Regions from separate parts of the Sus scrofa genome. Here all the other regions are linked to region 3. The links are chromatin contacts, called in public HiChIP or PLAC-seq maps. All regions are on one chromosome and are shown on one strand. Each heading gives the region's core, a stretch centred on a gene start, on an enhancer-like site or on the middle of the called end of the contact. The rest is flanking DNA. Distances are from core to core; before and after follow the strand shown. Region 1 overlaps STARD13 (stAR-related lipid transfer protein 13). Region 2 overlaps STARD13 (stAR-related lipid transfer protein 13). Region 3 overlaps LOC110255744 (a long non-coding RNA gene). Region 4 overlaps LOC106507939.

What was found. HiChIP or PLAC-seq counts read pairs in DNA pulled down with a chosen protein or histone mark.
Region 1: a contact with region 3 is called in an H3K27ac HiChIP or PLAC-seq map of skeletal muscle, with 4 times the contacts expected there. The contact joins two enhancer-like sites. A contact is called at or near these places in 2 of 47 Hi-C or Micro-C datasets (embryonic fibroblasts and fibroblasts) and 2 of 2 datasets of contacts at active chromatin or transcription factors (alveolar macrophages and skeletal muscle).
Region 2: an H3K27ac HiChIP or PLAC-seq map of alveolar macrophages shows a contact between it and region 3. The contact joins two enhancer-like sites. A contact is called at or near these places in 2 of 2 datasets of contacts at active chromatin or transcription factors (alveolar macrophages and skeletal muscle).
Region 4: a contact with region 3 is called in an H3K27ac HiChIP or PLAC-seq map of skeletal muscle, with 6 times the contacts expected there. The contact joins two enhancer-like sites. A contact is called at or near these places in 1 of 5 promoter capture datasets (liver), 7 of 47 Hi-C or Micro-C datasets (embryonic fibroblasts, heart right ventricle, liver and 3 more) and 1 of 2 datasets of contacts at active chromatin or transcription factors (skeletal muscle).

Annotation. Positions count from the first base shown.
Region 1 is chr11:9,675,720-9,678,562 of Sscrofa11.1, reverse strand. All of the region lies in intron 1 of STARD13 (stAR-related lipid transfer protein 13), which reads left to right. Among named protein-coding and RNA genes, the nearest start is that of STARD13, 61 kb to the left of the region's middle. Within about 2 kb of position 1,317, at least 39 of the 83 cell types and tissues checked have an H3K27ac peak or open chromatin away from gene starts, as enhancers often do. A contact at or near this core is called in skeletal muscle, where this site is marked.
Region 2 is chr11:9,658,547-9,661,555 of Sscrofa11.1, reverse strand. The region is part of intron 1 of STARD13 (stAR-related lipid transfer protein 13); the gene reads left to right. Among named protein-coding and RNA genes, the nearest start is that of STARD13, 78 kb to the left of the region's middle. Within about 2 kb of position 1,610, at least 25 of the 83 cell types and tissues checked have an H3K27ac peak or open chromatin away from gene starts, as enhancers often do. A contact at or near this core is called in alveolar macrophages, where this site is marked.
Region 3 is chr11:9,880,881-9,883,653 of Sscrofa11.1, reverse strand. The region is part of intron 3 of LOC110255744 (a long non-coding RNA gene); the gene reads left to right. Among named protein-coding and RNA genes, the nearest start is that of STARD13, 140 kb to the right of the region's middle. Within about 2 kb of position 1,298, at least 23 of the 83 cell types and tissues checked have an H3K27ac peak or open chromatin away from gene starts, as enhancers often do. A contact at or near this core is called in alveolar macrophages, retroperitoneal adipose tissue and skeletal muscle, where this site is marked.
Region 4 is chr11:10,061,868-10,064,576 of Sscrofa11.1, reverse strand. All of the region lies in intron 3 of LOC106507939, which reads right to left. Among named protein-coding and RNA genes, the nearest start is that of RFC3, 83 kb to the left of the region's middle. Within about 2 kb of position 1,271, at least 21 of the 83 cell types and tissues checked have an H3K27ac peak or open chromatin away from gene starts, as enhancers often do. A contact at or near this core is called in retroperitoneal adipose tissue and skeletal muscle, where this site is marked.

The sequences.
Region 1 (2,843 bases), core at 68-2,567, 210 kb after region 3:
TGCTGGAGCTTGTGCAGCTGCATCCAGAGGTGCAGGCGAGCCATGCCTCCTGGGCTGGGGCAGAACTTTCCACTGGGTCACCCGAGGGAAAAGGAAAGTGGAAGTTTGGATTGGTCATGGAGAGACACCGTCGTTTATTAACATTTCAGTGCATTTAGATCAAATACTTGGATCTGGGGAGTGATGATGTGGACTTTTGATCAATTCTAAGCGACAGATTTTAGCTCTTGAAACGATGACAAAATCTTTAAAACCCTAACAGTTACTTACACGTACTCTTGTTGAGGATTCCCTCGTATGTACCAGGAACCCTTTTCAGCACTACGTATATTACTCTGTAATTTTCTTAAAAGACTCAAGAATTAAATTTACTCACCTGGGCAATAGACACAGTAAAGCCTAACAGGCCTTTGATATTCATTGTTCAGAGGCATAGACAAAGACTCAGAGTTAAATAACTTTCCCAAAGTATCCTGGCAAGTAGGTGGCAGAGCTGGGCTTTGAACTGGAGTCTTTGTGATTCAGAAGCCCACGTTCTTCACCATGGACAACCCTGGCACCCTCGTAATTAGGTAATAAGCCTGTCTACCCAGCACCCAGGCAGGCTGTTTGGGGTTTCTTCATCACTTGGGACCTCCTTGCTCCTCTCCCTCCCTCTTCTCCCCCTCCAGCCCCTCAAGTTGTTGAAGGACTTTATTCTGTATCCAAAACCAGCAGCAATTCCTCACGCTCATTCTCTCTACTAACCACCCCCCACCACTCTCTTGAGGGCTGGCTGCTCTTCAGCGAGGGCGCCCTGTCCAAAGTAAACATCAAGGCAGCAGCATTTGGCCTTTGGCAAGGAATCTAGCAAGGTTATGTAGGAACAAGCATACCGGAGTTAAAAAACCAGATTCCTCCACCCCCAAACTCCTTACCCACCTTCTCTACCCTGCAAAATGCCGCCCTTCTTCCTAGAAAGTGCCGGGGGTGGATGCTGTGCTCCCCCAGATTTCCCAGGGATCTTGGGGCCCTGGAGCTTGGCAACACATGTGATCTTCACCAGGGGCCGTAGCAGGTGAGAATCGAGGCGGGAATCAGGTCAGACCGGCAGTGTTCTCTGGACCCTGGACCTCTGCTCATCACTTCCGTAGTGGAAGGAAAGCATGTGTTCAACCAGGGTCTCCATTTCCTGAGAGAAGCCCTGAACTAGAGTTGTTTTTTTTGGTTTTTGTTTTTTTGTTTTTTTTTTGCCCAGATTGTGCAGTTTTGACCTCAGCCACAGCCGCGGCCTGCAGAGCAGAATAGCTGCAGTTGCGCTCTGCACTTGTAGCTGGAGAACAGTAGCCAGTCAGAAGAAAATACCGATGTTCTGCCAACTTCTGCTGTTTGTGAAATTTTGCCAGAAGCAAAAACAGGATCAAAAATAATAAACAGACCTCCTCCCTTGTTGGATGACTGCTATTTACATAAAGAGATTGGTGGGACTGACTGTGCTTGTGTGACTGCTCCAGGCAGGGAGTTTGTAAGGAGAAACGGTTAAGTTTTTGGTGCTTGGTGGCATGTGATTTGAGGTTTTCTCAAATAACTGGGTTTGTAGGCACAACCCATGATATAGGTGGTAGTGCTGCTTCTTCAATACAAGCAGCCTAAATTGTGGAGAAAGCAACCAGACACATGAATTACATTCAGCTACAAAACTTCCACAGGGAAAATGAATCTTGAAGACAAAGGAACAATGTGACTCTTAAGATAGTGAGGTTTCTCGAGTGAAAAGAGAAACCTGACCCGTAGAGCAAGCTCAGGGGACTGGAAACCAGGAGGCCTGGTTCCAGGACACTTTTGTCCTGACCTGATGATCATGGATGTTTTGATTTAATCTCCCAGTGCCTCAGTTTCTTGTTCTGTCAAATGGGAATCATCCCAGCTCCTGCTATCCAGTGGTCTTATCAAGAGAAAAGAGAATTGCTGCGAATTTGATTCAGATGAAAGGAGTCCTCCTCAGTTCTGGCCAAGTGAGGCCAGGCACCTGTTGGGAAGGGATCTCAGGGCCTGAGCACAGGAGCCATGCAAAGCAAGCCCCAGCGCTTCAGTCCTCAGCTGGACGTAAAACATCACTCTTCTCTCCCTTCAATAGTGATGTATATCACCCCTCAAGGATGTGAGAATAATGGGCCTCTCTGTGGTTTGTTGTTTTTTTTTAAGTGTTTGTTTCTCTTTCTCTCTCTCTCTTTTTTTTTTTTTTTTTTTTTTTTTTTTTTTTTTTTTTTTTTGTTTCTCTTTCTCTCTCTCTCTCTCTCTTTTTTTTTTTTTTTTTTTTTTTTTTTTGACCATTTCTACAGCATGTGGACGTTCCTGGCAGGGGTCACACCTGCGCCGCAGCAGTGACCCAAACTGCTGCCGTGACAGTGCTGGATCCTTAACCCACTGTGCCGCAAGAGAACTCTGTTTTGTTTTTAATTTGTTCCCAAATAGCCCAACACTACTAACTCTTTTATATTTTTTTATATTTGATGTGCTCTGAGGGAAAATGTAATTAATTAGGGTCATTTGAAACACCACTTTTCCTTCTTATTTTTCTGCCACTCTGAGATGTCGAGAATTTTACTTGTGTTTTTTACTCAGCTAGTGAATATTGTTTCACCCTTGATAAATAATTTCTTACAATCACGAGCAGAATAAAACCTTCTAAAGTGAAAGACACTGTGTGATCGACTGGGGGACTTTGACAAGTCAAAGTGTCACAGATCACATGCTTTCTGAGTCAAGAATCTCCAGTATAAATCAGGCTTCCTGCCAAGGCCAATCAGCAGTGTGGACGGTCCTCCTTTAGGCAGGACAGCCTGGTGTGACTGTGGAGCTGG
Region 2 (3,009 bases), core at 361-2,860, 220 kb after region 3:
AATGGTGAGCATAAAACCATGACTGAGGAAGATCCCGTTGTGGCTCAGAGGTAATGAACCTGACTAGTATCCATGAGGACTCGGGTATGATCCCTGGCCTCGCTTATTGGTTGAGGATCTGGCGTTGCTATGAGCTGTGGTGTAGGTCACAGACGTGGCTCGGATCCAGTATTGCTGTGGCTGTGTCTTAGGCCTGCAGGTGCAGTTCCAACTCAACCCCTACCCCTGAGAACTTCCATATGCCGCCACAGGTGCAGCCCTAAAAAAGACCAAAAAAAAAAAAAGAAGCCATGACTGAAAGAGGAAGATGGCACCTATGTTTCCACCAGGGTCTCAGACGTCTGTTAGGAAGTGCAGGTTGTCCACAGTCATCTTAAGACTGCCAATGCCATGCTTTCTGCAGGACCGTGGAGATGGGGCAGGTGGGGCACAAACGCAGTGCCCTGGTTTAAAGGTAGGACTCTGTTGTGGTTCTCAGAGTTACCCGTATGACATTGTGATCTAGGGGATGTGACAGGGATGGGCCCGATCTTCTGTGCAGTGAGTAGAGTGGGCACCGCGTGGGCACTGACATTCTCTAACCCACCAGTCTCTCTGGTGCTCCCCTGCAAAAGAAACACGTCTCTGTCCTTCACAATCCTAAATCCTGCACACCGGCAGGATTATGACCTGTGAAATGCACAGGATCCAATTTAATGGGAAAAGCACTTTCAAATGAACATATTGCTGAATTATTTGATGTGGGAAAAGTTATAAAACCATCTAAACAAATGTTCTTCTTCGTGGATCATGAGATCTTCCGTGAATTGATTTTGAGCAGTTCACCTGTAATTCAGGAGAGACACGTACATACCTGCTGGGTCAGTACTGTTTATGGTGACAACATTGGTTTTCTGCCAACTGCTTCAACATCGTATTAGAAATGTTCTGTGTCTAGGCCTTGAACGTCGGGATTTATAAAGTGAGACCTATTCAAAACTGAAACTGTTGAGTACATGCAAAAATATGCAGAGGGGGAGAACTAAATACAGCCTGCAGAGCGAAAACCTTCTTAGGACTCAGTGTGGTTAAAGCAAATGACAGGGGACTGGTGTGCAGCTATTTCAGTGTTGCACATGGAATGTCTAGCACTCCTTTATCGCTGCTGCCCGCGCCGAGGCGGCCTCTTGAGGCCTGAGGCCATCCCAGCCAGCCTCACCCATGTTCTCATCGCCCTCTTGTCAAAAATAGGCAGGACACGGGGGTGGAGCAACCAAGAGCAGATTAAAGGCAGCGAATTCCAAATAAAGGGCAGCCTCTGAGACATAAAAGCTACCCACAGTCTCAGATAAATCATACATTCAACCAGAATAAATTGAAGTAGAAGGTGATGGGGTTTCCTTTTTTAGGCGCGAGAGGACCGTGTATCATATGGAAAATATAAACACAGTAGTGATCTAAATGCCTTGTTTAATATGTGATTATTTTTACATCTGAAGCCTTTCGGGATGAATAAAACCTGTTTGTTCGGATTTTGGGGGCTTTATCAGAAATTTGCAAAGGTAGGGTTTTGCTGGAGACGGTTTTTGGTTGGTTTTGGTTTTGGTTTTGGTCTTTTTACGGCCACACCCACGGCATATGGAGGTTCCCAGGCTAAGGGTTACAGCCATCGGCCTCTACCACAACCACAGCAACACCAGATCCAAGCTGCGTCTGCGACTTACGCCACAGCTCACGGCAATGCCGGATCCTTAACCCATTGAGCAAGGCCAGGGATTGAACGCACATCCTCACAGATACTAGTTGGGTTCGTTACCCACTGAGCCATGATGGGAACTCCTGGTTGGTCTATTTTGAAAAGGAAGTGAATTAACTTTTGAAATTATATCCAGGATTAGATGTTACTTATTTAAGTAGCAGCCTTACCTGATAAGCTAAACAGCGTGCCAGATCTGAGGCTTGCAGAAATAGCTTTCAAAATTCTCATCTATGTTAAAAATTTTTTCGTTATGGCTTACCCTAGGGGAAGAAGTAACCCAACGTATAGATATGGCTTTACTTGCTACCGACAGCCAGTTAGACCTTGTGACAAAAAGAAACTTTGAGAAGTATAAACATGGGTGTCCACTTCCTAAGAGTCTACCAGCCTATTACATGTTGCTGACATAATGATGTCTCAGATACTTCCTCTTTGAAAATACAAAAATAAACGACTCTGAAACCAAAAGGTCTACAAACAGTGGCTATTCAGTCTCTACATCTGTGCTGAAGGCACAGGGTTTTCTCATGACGACCGCAGCTGGGCTGGATGCAGCATGCTAATCTGGCACCCTGCGTTTGTAGAGCTTCCATTTTAATGAAGTGATTCATTTGGAAAGAGGTAGTGCAAAGAAGACAAGGCCCAAAGACTCCAGTGGCCTGAGAGGGTTCAGAGTCACATCATCTTATTGATGTGATCACACTGGCAGCCCTCAGATTGGAGCCAAGGAAACCTGTCAACCTGTGCTGGCTCCCACATCCTGGACACTAGCTATTTGCCCATATACCATCTCCTTTAATTCTCTGCTCCGTCATGTGAGGTTGATAATGATATTTTGCAATTAAAAATCTGAGACTCCGAGACATTACATAACTTGTCACTAAGCATCTTAGATTCCAAACTTTACATCTTGCTGAGCCCATCCTGTTTTCTCTCCTTCCTTTATGATGTCTTCCTTCTCTTTCTTTCCCAGTCCTGTCCCATTTTCCCATCCTTTTGTGCAGTCATGTGTTCAAAGTGTATTGAGCTACTACACCATGCCTGGCCCTGTGCTAGGTGCCAGGATTCACAGTGAGCAAGGCAGACGAGAACTTGGTCTTCATATAGCTGACAGTGCATTGAGATAGGATTAAGATGGCAGAATAGAAGGACTGGAGCTCACCCTCTCTCCTAAAAACAACAAAATTTGCAACCAAATACTGAGCAGTCATCAACCAAATGACCAGACACTTTCAAAAAGATATCCTACTCCAGAAGACAAAGAGGAGGCC
Region 3 (2,773 bases), core at 49-2,548:
AATCCATCCTGCCAGTGCATCATTAAATCTCAGAAACGTGCTCCCCTAAGTGGGTAACGGAGAGTTAGTGGAGGTGAGGGAGGGCTGCCTTCCTGTTGGGGGCATTCTTAGATTTGTTTTATCAAAACATTTATTGCTCCTCTTTAGAACCTTCAGCCCATGACTCTCATATATTTAGTGTGAGGGCATATACTGCTCAATAATTAGGTTCCCCCCCTCAACGTGGGCTTTCGGTGGCTTCATAAAAGTGATAAGTGGCTCTTCTTGGACTTGTAAAGTAGAGATTGGCAGGCAATTTAAAGTCAAGATTTCCCAGTAGAATCATCACTACCAACAAGATCACATCCTGGCTCTCCTGTACTCTGAGAAATGTTAAAATAAGGCCAAGATTTTTATGGTCCCCATGCTCTACTGCCCAAAGACTTTTCTACCCTTCATTTCTCCTGTGCCAGCAACAGCTACGTTCTCCCAGTTGTGTCCCCTTGGGGTCCACAGACATACATGGACGCTCCTAAAATCAGTCATTTCAAGTGGCTCTGGGTTTTGCAGAGACAATTGTGTGAGTGAGAAAAATTACTTTCTTGGAAAATGGCTTTGGAAAACACAAAAGCATTTTACAACAGGTGACAGCTGGAAATCACAGTGCACTCAGAACCTTTTATAAATAGCCTCTGCAGATACTCCCTGTAATGATAATTATAGCACTTTAAATAAAGTATAGGGTTTGCTCACACATGATTCCATTTGACCTTCACCACGACCTCGTCAGGGCATTTGAAAGATTCCACGTTTTTGATGCAGAATCGGAAGCCCAGAATATTTGAGTGCCTTGTGACAAGGTCACACAGCTCATGTTTAACCACCAGCACTCCCGGTGCTTGCCTTTCTACCACGTTACCTCCTCCTCTCTCTAAATTGTGTTTTCTGGACGATAAATCCTGGAAGCAACACACTTATTTTGAGGCTCCCATTTATGATAACTCCAACTCTACAATTTCGGCCAGCCAGTCTTAGGGTCTTTTTTTCCCCTAGGAATCTTGGCAGGGGTGAGGGGTTGGGGGGCAGAAGCTCATACATGTTTGGGAGTTGGACTTGTTGGCTGCATGGTAGCAGGCACCTTTTTTATTATTTTATGACCCAGTTTGAAATCTATGAGGTCATCTATGACTGCCTATATCATGGAGCAGCTGAAACTCTCCAAAGGTACCGAGGCTGCCTAAGCATTATGCTCTTGAACTTGTCTGGTCCAGCTTTAGGCTGTTTCCTAATGCAGCTCAGAGCTCCAGCTATAAAGTGACCTTTGCCCCACCCTCAACTCCAGCTTCCATTGTTACAAATGCTGTTAAACAGTGCCCTCAACAGAGTCTTTAAGGAAACTGCTCTTTTTTATTTGTTTTTTTCTTACTCCATTTTTGTTATATTCCCCTTGCCCTGAGAGGTGCACAGGTGCTAAGCCTGAGAAATATCGAGGTAACAAGCCCCACGCTGTCAACAATGTCCTACTAAGTTTAAACACAACTGTCCTGCCTTTGGATGTGCTCTCTCCCTGAATAACCTTAAACCTCTCCAGCCAACAGACTCTGTGGGACCTAGCCTGCCCTTCCTACCCACTGGCCAGACAAGTCCTTAATTTAGACGATCAAGCTGAGAACCCTACATTCACAACTGCTAGAACGATTTTCCTCAAACACTCGAGTTTTTTCTCAGTTACTTTGTGAACATCTATCAGATCAAAGCCAGATTTTTTTTTCTGCCTGAAAAAAGGTCCTTCATCAGCTGTTCATTTTATCATATTATTTTTCATGCCCCTCCCTCCATACGATGTCAGATGTGTGTGTAGTGGGCATTGTCTACGAATATCAGTGGGTTAATTGGGTATATTAACAGGCTGTGGATGACAGACGAGAGACTGACACTTCTTTCTCAGGCATATTTCTAGATATTTTTATTAGCACTTAAAATTTTTTCAAGCTGTGTAACTTTTATTTATCATCAGCATCTTTTCTATCTTCTCTTCCTTGTGAGCCTACATAATGTTAGCAGTGAATGGTACCATCTTTTTGGTCAATGAGGGAGACCACGTTAATTAGCAGAGCATTGTGTTGGTTATTAATCACACCAGACCTCAAGTTAAAGAGGAATCTGCTCCGGAGCTCATATCCTGAGGAAGGTTATAGTAATTCAGATCTATTCTGTGAAAGGACACGCGATACTCACGTAAATACATAGTGTCTTAGCATGAAAAAAACCATCAAAACTTTGTGTGAGCATTGCTGCAAGTGGTTTTATGTTGTCTAGAGTTTAAGAATGAGTCATGAGAACTGCATATTCAGAGAGGATATGGCCAGGTTAAAAAATAAATCAGCCCTCTCTTCCTTTTTGGAGAGACTTCAAGGAGGAAATGAGATTTCCAACCCTCTTTCGGTATGAGGAGGAAGTTGAGGTTTGTGGAGGCCAAAGAATCCTAAAACTCTCTCCTCCAACTGAGGAAATATATCCAGGTATCAGAAAGAGATCACAATAAAAATGCTGTCACTGATAAATCTAGATTGGAGACCAAGTCTTAAACCCAAAATCACCTTCGTATTTTCCTCTTACTATTTTCCTGAATAAAACTCACTCATTGGTTCCAGGAAAATCAGCTGGACATTTATTCTGTTCTATAGAATAGAAGAGATAGGGGCTGAGGAAGGATCCCCAGACAGTTCTCAAAGGAGAGAAAGCGGAAAAGGGTCTGTATGTGTCTGGTGGCCCTTTCCCCTTTCTCACCAAT
Region 4 (2,709 bases), core at 22-2,521, 180 kb before region 3:
TGCACAGTAAATGTATACTCTAGTCCGAGGTGCTACACTGCCGCCCAGGAGCCCTGCAGGCAGATCGCTGGGTCCATGATAAACAAACTTAGAGGAAAAACCCTGACAAACTTAGAAGATAAAAATCCCCCTTTGCAACTAAAACGGACATAACTGAGCCTTCTGCAGGACTTTCTAGCTAAGATTTTCTGCATGATCAGTCCCAGAAAGACCCTGAAGTTTGCTATTTTCTAGTCCTGTAACTTCCTATCCCATACTCATGTGTAGGTTGTAAGGACTCAGACTCAACTTTCCAGATGACTTCAGGGACAAAGAATTGCTCATTTGTTATATACCAATCTTGACATTTCAAATTGTGATTGAAAACAATCTTCTTTAATTAACTATGTTGATTCTGGTGAAAAGATCAGACAAGAGTAGCATATTTAGTTGGGCAATATTTCTATTTTAGTGTCTTTTTAACTATAGTCTTTCAGTCCCAAGTTGATATACATATATTAATTTCTCAGCTTGCCCCATAGAGAAGGTACAAATATAAATAAAACTCTACAACTCTACTTGGAAAATAAAGATTTTACCCACAACACAACTCTTTTACTCATATTACCCATCGTGAAAAATCCTTTTGTCCCTTTAATGGGCAAATACATTATTTAAAAGCTACCTGCTCAAATGTGGGAGAATCTTTATAGAAGTGTTAAATCACAATTAGCATTAAATATACATTTACCTTCAAGTATTCTGAAATTAAAACTGACTGTAATGTTTTCCTCTAAAGTACACGCTAAAGCATTCTGCTTGCCTAGGCTTTTACTAATATATGTTTTTTTCTGCTCTTCCATTTTCCAACTACCTTTTATATTACATATATAATATTTAGTATATAGATATATTTAACAGATATTTAATAGATAATAAGTTTAATATATATAAATTTTACAGGAGAAAATTATAGGAAGGTAGTGGACAGAAGAGTCTTCCCAGGGGATTGGTGCAGTAATGCTTTCAGCACAGAGAAGAGGGGAGGGGTCTCCTTTTCTTTTTTTTTGTCTTTTTACCTTTTCTAGGGCCGCTCCCATGGCAGCTCATGGCAGCTCATGGCAACGCGGGATCGTTAACCCACAACCTCATGAGGAAGGCCAGGGATCAAACCCACAATCTCATGGTTCCTAGTCAGGTTCATTAACCACTGCACCTTGACGGGAACTCCATACTGCATCCTGCTCCCTTCTCACCTAAGCTTTTGTCCTGCTAGAGGTAAATTCTCCCTGGAGCACAACACAAGGTGGTGCTGTTGTATTTATGCTAAACCAGCTGCAGGCCCAGCCACTAAGGCTATCTATAGATTTGATCTGAAAGTATTAAGTGCCAAAGGAGGGGGGGTGGAACTGGGTTTTGCATATGTAAGTGTCTATCCTGTAGTTATCCCTTCAGATAAGAAAAGCTGAGTTGAAAGAAGGAGGAGGAGTGTAGGTTTCTTCCATCTTCGGAAGCTTCTGGGGAAACCATCTTAACAAAACAAAGTGAAAGTGCCAATGGGTTCCTTTGTTACTAAATTACAGAAGCCTAGAAATATTAAGATCTTATCTAATCCATTACTCTGTTTTTTTATATGATTTCATATATTAAATTATCAGCCAATTAAACTTTTCCTTTGTTTTTAAAATTTCCCAGGGAAGGGGAAAAGGCAAATTAACATTCCCTAGTGTCAATCCCTTCCTCTGTCCCTGGGGTCGGATTGTCCCACTCCTCTCTGCACAAGGGATGGAGAGGATTTCATCAGCAGGCCAGATAATGAGGGGCAAAAAAAGACTGGAAATCAGGGAGCTTGGATTCTCCTCCCTCACTGGACCCACGACAGAGTCCTCAGATTCAGCATCTCCGAAGTGAAAAGGCTGGACTAGCATTTATGGTTTCCACAAATACTTGCATCAGAAAATCACCTGGGAAAGGCAGCTTACAAAATCCTTCCATCGGAAAATCCAGGGTGGGGCCTAGAAATTGTAATTAAAAAATAAAAACCAGAGGTCTTCCCCCTTTTTGCCTATCTGAAGATAGAGAAATTAGATATAAATTCATAGGCAGGCAGCCCTGCATGGGTCTAATGACTGGTAAGTAGGCAGCACTAGATTAACTCTGTTAACTCTTAAATCCCATCTGGCTTTAAAATGTTCAGTCATCCTTAACACAAAAGCCCCTGAAAAATAAAAGTAAATGGTACCAGATCCAAAGTAACTTTCTCTTGAATTGTATTCCCCGCCTTTTGAGCAATTTGTTATGTGTAGATCTAAAAGTGTTTTCTAAATTTTTCATATCTGTGAAAATGGGAGGAACAGAACTATCACCATGGTAAAAATGCAATAATACTTCCTACCTGCTATTTTATTTTGCTATAATTGTAACTACGAATTGGTTGAGAGTTATGAAAATAGTACTTTCACCATTCAGTTTTTATTTGTATAAAACTGGAAAGTTAAGAAGCTGGTCAAATAATTGGCCAGTATATAAGTTAATTTATAAGTCACATTGTGGCAAATTCAGATATATAGGAGTCACTTACAAAAAATCCTCTAGGAAAATTTGGCTTTCTGAGGCTTTTAGACTTTGTCTAGTTTAGCAACGTGAAATTCAGAAACAACACAATTCAGGTCATTAACATCCCAACTCTCATCTGAAAGAATCAGATAATTGAAGCAACATTTGTTTACT